Linked DNA regions of Gasterosteus aculeatus: region 1 is linked to region 2. A link is a contact called in public Hi-C data. All regions are on one chromosome and are shown on one strand. The core of a region is the stretch at or near the end of the contact, and the rest is flanking DNA. Distances in the headings are between cores, read along the strand shown. Region 1 overlaps znf521 (zinc finger protein 521). Region 2 overlaps znf521 (zinc finger protein 521).

The links. A called contact is a pair of places that touch in the nucleus more often than the background predicts.
Region 1: a contact with region 2 is called in a Hi-C map of skeletal muscle, with 2.9 times the contacts expected there. The contact joins two enhancer-like sites. A contact is called at or near these places in 3 of 6 Hi-C or Micro-C datasets (skeletal muscle and whole body).

The regions. Positions count from the first base shown.
Region 1 is chr3:1,138,939-1,143,735 of fGasAcu3.hap1.1, reverse strand. The region is part of intron 4 of znf521 (zinc finger protein 521); the gene reads right to left. Among protein-coding and RNA genes, the nearest start is that of LOC120816119, 47 kb to the left of the region's middle. Within about 2 kb of position 1,910, at least 1 of the 9 cell types and tissues checked has open chromatin away from gene starts, as enhancers often do.
Region 2 is chr3:1,099,658-1,104,406 of fGasAcu3.hap1.1, reverse strand. The region is part of intron 2 of znf521 (zinc finger protein 521); the gene reads right to left. Among protein-coding and RNA genes, the nearest start is that of znf521, 13 kb to the right of the region's middle. Within about 2 kb of position 1,611, at least 1 of the 9 cell types and tissues checked has open chromatin away from gene starts, as enhancers often do.

The sequences.
Region 1 (4,797 bases), core at 661-3,160, 39 kb before region 2:
TGATGGCTCAGAGCTGCACATCCCACCGCTTGTTTCTCTCGCTGCTGTCGGGAGTTTTGGCCCGAGCCATTTGGAAGGATTAGAAAAAGTGGGGGGGTGGGGGGGGGGGGAGAAGCTAGATCCTGTGTAGCGTAGGATCTGAGCGATGGCTCCCGGACCCCCCGCAAAGTGATAAACCTTTGACCTTGACGGCCCCCCGTGGCGACCCATGACCTCTGGCTTTGTGCCACAGACTCAGCGAGACAGGTGCAGGCGGGAGAGTGACCACACCGCCAGCGTCCAGGCGAAAATCTCCCTCGTCTGACCTGGCTGTCCAACGGACGATGATGTAGAGGAAAATGCAACCGTAAATATTAAATTGTGTGTATTAGATTCCGTACAGCAGACCAAAGAAGTGCTGCATTTACTGAAACAATACTGCAAGATCTATATTTTTAGATCAATATCCGACACAGCTAGAATGAATCAGCTTAAAGGCAAAGGAGAGTCGGAAAGAAAAAACAGGTACAGGGGTTTAAATTAAAGCTGAGGAGCGTCGAGAAATTGATTCATTTTTCTTTCTTTTTCTAAATGAGAGACTGAATGTTATCGAAGGGGGGGGACGGTAGTTAGTGGAAGGACAGTGACCCATCTCACGTCCTCCTTTTCTACTCCGCAGCGGGCACCGGCTCCAAGGTCGCACCGGTCCTGGCCGGCCTTCCTGCAGATCCATTTCCTCTCCCCAGGCACTTCCCTCATGTTGTTGGCCCGGTGATTCAGTGCCTTGCATTAAGAGCAATTCACCTGCCTCCGGCGTCCCAGTGGCACGGGTCCCCTGGGGAGACCAGGTGGAGCATAAAAAAAGTTCCACATATGGTAAAGTCAAGCTGCTTGAAGCCTGGTGTCTGCTGAGGGGATAGAGGCTCCTAAAAGGCCCAGCTGGTACTTGGAAAAAGGGCTTCTGCATTACTACACCTCAGTGTCTGTTTCCGGCTCCCCTTTGGAAAATGCTGGCCAGGCGCACACGACCAGCCATTTTAGATTTCTCCCTCTACCCTGCCTCATCCCTCACTCCCTCCCGCCTTCCAACTGGTTCTGTATCCAATTGAACATTTGGTCCTCCACTGCTGGTTAATCAAATTCCTCCATCTGGCCCTCCTATCCCTGTGGAACCGAAAAGGTGCAGCCTGAGCCAGGGTCCAAGTGCATATTGGGAGGGAGGAGGGGGAGCTGGAGACTGCCTCCCTAACTTACACAGCCCAGTCAACTAGATCAGGTAGGGAGCACGAGGCCGGGCCTGATCGTTTTGGGCAAACAGGAACAGCTTGGGACTAAGTATCAGAGCCCTGCTGTTCATTCGGGAGCTCGGGGACAGCAGCGGGTTCATGTGACAGTAGGAGGGTTTTATGAGCTAATACCTCCACATACATTGTAGAATACAGAGTAGCGTGGAGCCCATAAGCACTACCGGCTACGACAGAAGGGGAAGAACTGCCCTGGCTAGCTGATGCTATTTAGTCCTTGTGGCAGCAGAGGGCAGCGCTCCTGAATGAGACCGCCCAGGAACAAAGACAAACGGGAGCAAAGGGAGCTGAAGAGAAATTTGATAGTTGTCTTCCTAAAACCGCCTCCTTGAGTTCGGAGCGTGTCAGTAACTAAGCAGCGTCTGATCAAATGGAGCTATCTTGAGACATCACACAAAGCCAGCAGTGATCTTTCATTCCCCCGGGGGAGGCTGAGTAGCCATCACTAAATATCTTCCTAACTACACATTTATTAGAAAAGAGCTTTCAAAACGCGGTTAAAGTTAGACGGGTTTCTAGAGCGCAGTCGCTTCCACAAAAAAAGGCTTCGCTCCACAACTGTGACATAGCCAGCTGATCGCGTCTGCTCCCCGCTCTGATTCAGCAGGAGAACCCGAGGCGAGGTGGAGGCGGGGACATGAAAGGAGTCACGCGTACGGAAAACACATGGTATCTCGAGTGCTAGCTCTTCCCGTCCATAACGTCCATTGTATGATTTCTATTCATGTCCAACCATCCTTTCCCAAGCCAGGTGGCAAAACATGTGTCAATAATTAAACTGTTTTTACATAACAGGATACAGGAACACAATGCAATTTGCTCCCCGTATTTCATTGGGCCTTTATGAAAGCACATGAGAGAGTGTAATTAATCAAACCACTGGAATATGTGAACGGCAATTTCCACTTAATGGCACTTACAGGGATTGGGTCCCTTAAGCACCACGTTCTGTCTACCAAACGAGCTGGATTCATTTTCATCTTCATACTTCAGACAATAAAACCTGGGGTGGATGTTAAACAACACCCATTTTACATTAGGAAATACAAAAGACATGAGATTGGGTCCATGCGGCCCGGTCCGGTGCTTTTGGTTGCACCGTAACTGCAGTATTCATATTCAGTTCAAGTTGAGGACTCTCAATATGTGTGTATGACAAAAGAGAAAAAAACAGATATCCGTTTTAATGATCTTGTCTTTGACCTCAAACCTGAGTGTATGTTCTGAATTCACTTAACCACAGGAGGCTAACCGCCGCCCATCCAGGGACGGGAAGAGGATCATTCGCTGCTTTTAGTGGCTTTCTGTGAGAGGATGGTTCTAGTCTAAATGGCACCCATGTCCCTAAAAGTGTTCCCCCCCCCACCCTCCCTTGCATCTCGTTCTCCCTCCCTCGGCCTCTCCAAAGACTCCTCTAAGTGCAGCATCTTGTTTCAGTAATTCAGCCAGGGCAGAGACAGTGCAGAGAGGAAAGCCATTGATTTCTCTCTCATTTGGTTCCTCCTAGACTTGCTGTAAGGCCTCTAGGGGAGTTCTGGACTATTGGACAGGACAATGTTGTGGGAAAGAGTGTCATTGCATTTAAGGTCATCGTTACACCAAGGTTTACTTTTGAGTGCGTTTTTATTGGTGTGTGGAAAGAAAGCAGACAAACAAACAATGCTGCTTCCATTTCCAGGACGGCAGACATTAGGATGTGCCCGACGGCATCGGCACTCTGAGTGATGGACGGAGATATCATGCGCCAACAGCAACGTGATCCACTGCAGAGATGCGCTGGGAAAACTGCAGCCGCGTACCAAGCTTTTAGTGAGGTCCATAGGTAAAGCACGTGTCTATAAAAAGGCACCGGTGCTAAATAATTTAGAGGAAAGGTCTTTACTGTACTATTGCTCTTTCTGCTTCATATCATCTTCCAAAGGGAGGAATTAAGCAGAGAAGAGAGAGAAACCGCTAAATGTCATTGAGGATTGGGGGTGGAATGATAGTGCACCCAAATGTTGATGTACTGTGTGTCAAAAGCAACAATTTCCAGATGAAAACAGCATAGAATTGTCATCCATCTGTGCCAATAGACTTTTCATCCTGCCTATCAACAGGTTTGGGGTTGGTTAAGCAACCGGCCCTTTCTCCTTGCAAACGGTTCATTCTGCCAGCCTGCTTAATTCTTAATAACAGTCGCTGACTCTCAGGTTGAGCCTCCTCTTATTTACATGTGATTGAGATATTCCAGCACAAACCCATTAAAAATGCAGCTCCACTACCTGCAGATCTCGGCATGTATTATTTTCAAAACCAAGATCAATCTTGCGTGTCATTAAGAGTGCAGTACAAACAAGACAAATCTATCTATTGTTTATTACCTCCTCGAGCTTTTCACCCAGAGGGCAGGAAAAGGGAGGGAGGGGCAGAGGTCAGCATAATTACCATTCCCTCCCTCCTTGGAGTCAGGCAGTGCTAAGACATGCATTGGCAAATTCCATGGCAGCATTGTATATCACATTAGCATAAAGCCCCAAAGAGCTAACCTTTGTTCAAGTCCATTTGATTGTAAGAGAGGAAAACAGTCTCTCTGACAGCCCCATCCACCCGCAGTGTTTCACCAGTTCACTTGTTTGTCTTTCAGTCTTGTGACTGCTCTTGCTAAAGATGTGCTATTCCAAAAATAAAGTGTCAGGGGACATGGGGGATCATTGAATCATCCTGGGTAGAATATCACATCATCTGGAGAGCTTCAAGGTTCTGCCTGAGAGAGAAGACAGTTTGTTTAATATAATACAGCAAGTTCAGCTGCTAGCACCTTTATATCTGTGCTCCGCTACAATAATACGCATTATACTGTGTGTTTGCTCACATTCTGATTAACAATCACACTGGATTATATTTGTTTAGGTGAGGATTACTTGTGAGCTCCGGGCGTCATAGAGTTCACCTGCAAGCGCGCTCCATTTTGGTTTCCGTCGACCAACAACAAATCGCTTGCATTTGCAGCATCAGTACACTCTAATATGCCTATTGACTGAAAATCAGAGCGCCCGTGCTGACAGAATGTGAAATAGTGTTACTGAGCAGAGGAGGCTGGGTGGCGGGGTCTTCAGTCATGCTTAAAACCAGAAGCAGAAGGACTGATGTTGCTGGGAGGATGAAGGAAAGGTAAAGACGAGACAGGGCAAACAGGAGGCTGACACAGAAATGCACAGATGTGAGGAATGTAGAAGCATAGGATAAATGAGTGAAAATACAGGAGCGGGAAAAGAGAGCAAAGGAAAGCCAAAGTGGAACGATAGAACAAGAAAGAAAGAAAGAAAGAAAGAAAAAGAGATCTGTGAATTCTTCCTTCCTCCCGTGAGACCTCCCTTGATGCCAAGCATTCATCATCCAGCCTCTAATATCAGTTATTCTGTGGCTCCTCTGCTTACAGCAGAATTAATTTCTGCTTTAATTACTCTCATCGGCGGAATGCTGATGAAGGAGAGGGACGAGGCATTCTGGGACTCGGGCCTCATTCCACCGC
Region 2 (4,749 bases), core at 362-2,861:
CAATTAGATTCTTTTGTTTGGTTTCCACGGGGGCTCTTATCCAAACTGTGTTTTTTTCCGCCATTGAGCAATTAGGGGTTATTTGTCCGTGAGATTGACATTTATTAAAGCCAGGCGCAATTATTAAAAAAAAAATGTCTGAGTCAGTCATGACAACATGGCAACGGTGCTGCACCTAGAAGGGTCCGTATCCTGTAGCCTGGAAAAACACAAATGACTTGAACATCTAAATAAGTATAATTTGAAGATAATTTGTGTTAGTGCACGCTCGCCTATGATGTGCACCTCTTTGTGTTTTTATTTCCTGGCTTCCCCGAACCGACTGCCCACAATGCCGGCTTAATGGAATTATGTGTTGCATTGAATAAAAAAAAAAAGGTGACAGGGGGGTGCTGCACTTAGTTTTCCTTCAAGCGCGTGCACGCTTTTGTTGGGAGGACAATAATGTGAACAGCGTATTGATTTTCACACCTCTGGTCGACTGAGCGTCACTTTGAATTTGCACACATGAGCCCCCCCCCCTGCGCGCACATACATGCGCCAATGCACATACAAGTCACACTTGCAATGAGCATGCATTCGCTTCTGCTTAAATTAACACATACAGAATGCAAATTCTGCGCATGCTCATATACCCACAAACACGGGACCCTGAGACTGATTTCCACAGTAGACGATAATCTGTGGCTTTTTGATTGTGGGTTGTGGAATACGAAATCAAACTGCGTTCTTGAATGTCAACGGGAAAGAGACTTTCTCATGAACGGGGCTTTTGTCTTCAGACTCCTCGTGGTCCTTTTGAGGACGCGACAACCAGAGACGAGGTCTGTGGTGAAATGCACGTCGGCCGGTGCTTCTCGACGCCGGCCCATCAGGACGTGTAAAAGGAGGACAGCAAGTCCAGGCGACGCGCACGGGGAACCTTCAGTTGACATCATTAGTTCTGTCTGCCACCTTGTCAGGGTATTTATAGTCCTACTCATCCGTCAACAGGTCAGTGACACAGTCCGCCAACGGCATCCTTCTTTTTCACTGCAGCTAGCTAGCGCTGGGACCCGCTGAGGGACTTTCCTGCAGCCGGGATCCGGTTCCAGTCGGGACCTCGTAGCTGCGCGTTAGACTCTAGTAAAAGGTTAGAACTGGTGCACACTGAGCCAGGCAAGGACGCGGAGCACATGCTATAAATACACATACTGCAGCCTGCGGTGATCTACTATAAGGACACGCGGAGGCCTGTTTGTGTGTCACGCCTGTAGATATTGATGCGCAGCACATATAAATAACACGTGTGTGTGTGTGTGTGTGTGCTGTTGGATATGTACCAAGGAAGGTGGTAGTCTGGTGTTGCGCTCCCCTCGGTGCAGCACACTAACGCACATATTGTGGCATATTCTCTGGTGGAGGCATAGAGCGAGAGTGGGAGTGGGAGAAGAGCTGAGTGGCACGGTGGAGGGGAGGCTCGGTGGGCTGAGCGTTGTTTACCTGTCAGCTGGCATTGATTAATCTTGTGTTCGGTGAGATCGCTCAGCGACTCGAACACCTGCCGGCAGCTGTCGCAGCTGTGCAGCGCCGGCTCCTCGTCGTCGTCCTCTCCCTCCTCCGCTTCCTCCGGAGAGAGCAGCCTCTTCCTCAGACGCCCGGTCTCACCATCCTCCGCCGCCCTCTCGAGGGCGCACTCTGGATCTGCCGAGCCACAGGAAATGACAGCGCCACACAGTCAGAGGTGGGGGAGGGGGGGCGCGAGGAACAACAGCTTCCTCTGGGTGACAATAAAATGGATTTCTAGACTCTGGATTTAATAAAAACAATAATAAAAGCTGTAATAAAAATGCAGGTTCAATTTGGTCCTCTGTAACTCAACCACTCATGCCATAGCAGAGCGGTTGGGCAGGTGAGGGTGAGAGATGTACACAGGAAAAGGTGGCACGGCGCTCACACACAAACACACAAATGTAATACACACACCAGCACACGCTTCTGATATTAGAAATGTTTTTTTGCGTTGTGTTTGTCCTGCTTCACCCAAGCAAAACTTGAGTATATGAAACTAGACTGGTGGGAATATGTGTAGTTAATAAATCCTGGATTGCAGTTTTGGCTCGACCAAAGAAATATGACATTTCGCCAGTGAGAGCTGAATTTCATCAGTCAGCGTCTATCACGCGATGTTATCGCGACATCTGTGCCAAAATTGTGGACGCGTGGACGCGCAAGCAAGGCACACCAAAAAGAAAAATTGAGAGCGGTGCGCGTCAGGCTGTCGTCACGACACACTTCCTTAAATTATTCAGCCTCGCTCGCAGGCAGCCGCAGGTCGCACGCATCAATATTCTTCAATCCATCTGCAGCTTTGTCTCTTGTTGGCTCTCTTGCTGCAGCAGTGCCAAGGGGTGGGCAACCTGACTGAACCACGACTGGGAATCATCTTTTCGAGGCTCCGGTCTGATCTGAAGATCTTTATGTGACGCCTTAAACATGTCGGACGACAAATCAAACCCGGCGCCGTTCGCAGGCAGTAAACAGCCTCCCTCGGCGAGGAGCGGCGAATCTGTTTTTTTTTTTTTTTTGCGGGGCCGCGTCTTATAAACAGGCAGCGCGGCCCGCGGCCCTTTTTCTCCCCCGCCGCGACCACCGCGCCTCACAATAAGACTGATTAAAAAAGCCGTACAAACAACACAGTCCCCCTGGTTTAGGCGTTTGTGGGACAGGAGAGGCCTGGCACTAAACCGGCAGCCATTTTAAGCCCCGGTGATGCTCCTCAGCTGCTCCCCAGACACCGGAGGGGAACATGAGAAGACTCTTTTTTTTCTCGCCTAACACGAGGTTAACTGCGCTCGAGGAGGACGAAGGCGCGTGCGGCGCCGACGCGCGCAGGTGTAACTCTGTGCAAACAACCGGGCGTCTGCACACACGCGGGCGGCCATTTTAAGTCCTTCTGCAGGAAATTCCTTAAGGAAAGGCGTTCCAGGGCTCATCAAGGCCACCCAGGATTTTCTCCCACCCCCCCCCACACTTGCGCCAAGTATTGATGTAACATCACACCCTCCATTGTCCTTCCCTCTTGGCGACTGAGGCTCTCGGAACTTGCCCTCTAAAAATATCAGCGCCGTGGTCCCCGGTGGGACCATGCAGAACAGAACAGAAGGTGTTTCAAGAAAATGAAAATCCCAACCCAATCCTCACAGATGCCGGCCTTTCTTGCTCTAGGGGGGGAACACCTCTGACTGAGTCCAGAAGCCACACAATATAGACTAATGATTCCTGCACAGACACAGAGTTCACAACATGCACTTTCTCTTTACTGGGTGCCTGTGGAGGAAGTCAAGGCTTAGGTTTCTGTTTTTCCAACGGCCTTCATGAATCATTAATTTGTCTAATATTACAGCTCAATTCCAACAGAAAAAAAAAACCTATTGCTACATTGAAGCCATCTATGTTTCACCCAATAAAACGTTTCCTAATGTGGAACGAAGACGCATTTCGTTCTGCTCTCATAACATCATCACAAACGTGAGATTAAAACCCAAAGAGCTTCATGCTTCCTCCATGTTTCCTGTTGTTTCTAGTGACACGTTTTAGCTGCAGCATCGAGTGAATCTGAGCAAGGTCGGTGCTTCAGTCTGAGGCCCAGTGACCTCCGGTGCACCACCGTGATGCAGTGCTGGAGGTGTGTGGGGGGGGCGGGCGGGGGTCCGGAGTGAGGGCAGGGGGAGTCGGGGACCCGACAGGGTCACGTCCAACACTGGGATTAAAGAGCCACGTCAATACTGAGGTTCCAGTGCCTCTGGGCCTCATACAGTAATCCATCAGATCAGGACATCCTCCTCTACCGGTCTCTGCAGGCGGGACAGCCGATCGATACCCGCATGCTTGGAAGGGCTGGCAATCACATGAGGAATATGGGAGGGAAGATGTGCGGCGTATTGAGCATTTTGCAACATGCCTGACGCCCTTGTTGATTTCGTTACTCAACGTGACCAAGTTGGCAAAGGGAAGGACGAAAGGGAAGCAACATTGAGCGCTGATCTATATTGCGAAAAGGTCAGCTCGAAGTAGGAAGATCGTAGCTCAGCCTGAGGAATTATTAACTGGGGGAAAGCGACGGAGAGCTGACTGAAAGGCGTCCATTTTAATCTTTATGATACTAAATCCCCGTTAGTTTCGCACTAATGAAATGTGGATATCTGGATGGTGACTGACGTCTTTACAGCCCTGTAATATCCGTCTGGGTGCGAGTCCATCCATCACGCGCCCGCTTGTCTCTTACGGCACCAAGTGACATTTATAATGCCACAACTTTCATCCTGTGAGTTGAAGAGGACCCTGGACCCCCCACCCTTATATTATTGAATATTTCTCCTCTTAAATATTTATAACCTTCTAATTGATATTCTCCTCTCTGCTGCCTCGGCCCCACCAGGGACCCGTGGTCCCTAGCAGGGAAGCCAACACCCGGGGCCCACACACCGAGTTAGCCGGAGACATTGACCACGGGGAGAGGAGGAAGGGCTTGAACATATAGAAGTATTCCAAGAAAAGCTGCACAGCCTGAGAATAGAGTTGTGATCTGAAAAGTTACGGCTGGCTAGAGATGAGTACCACCCTCGCTTTTAAGATTAAAACACTGTGAGCCTAAAATAAGAAATAGAGACGCCGGAAAAGTTGTTATGGAAGCCGTGATTGAAATGTGTGTGTGTTCGTTCATTCAAATCCAGACCCTGAACCCCACACTGTGTGTGTGTGATGCCT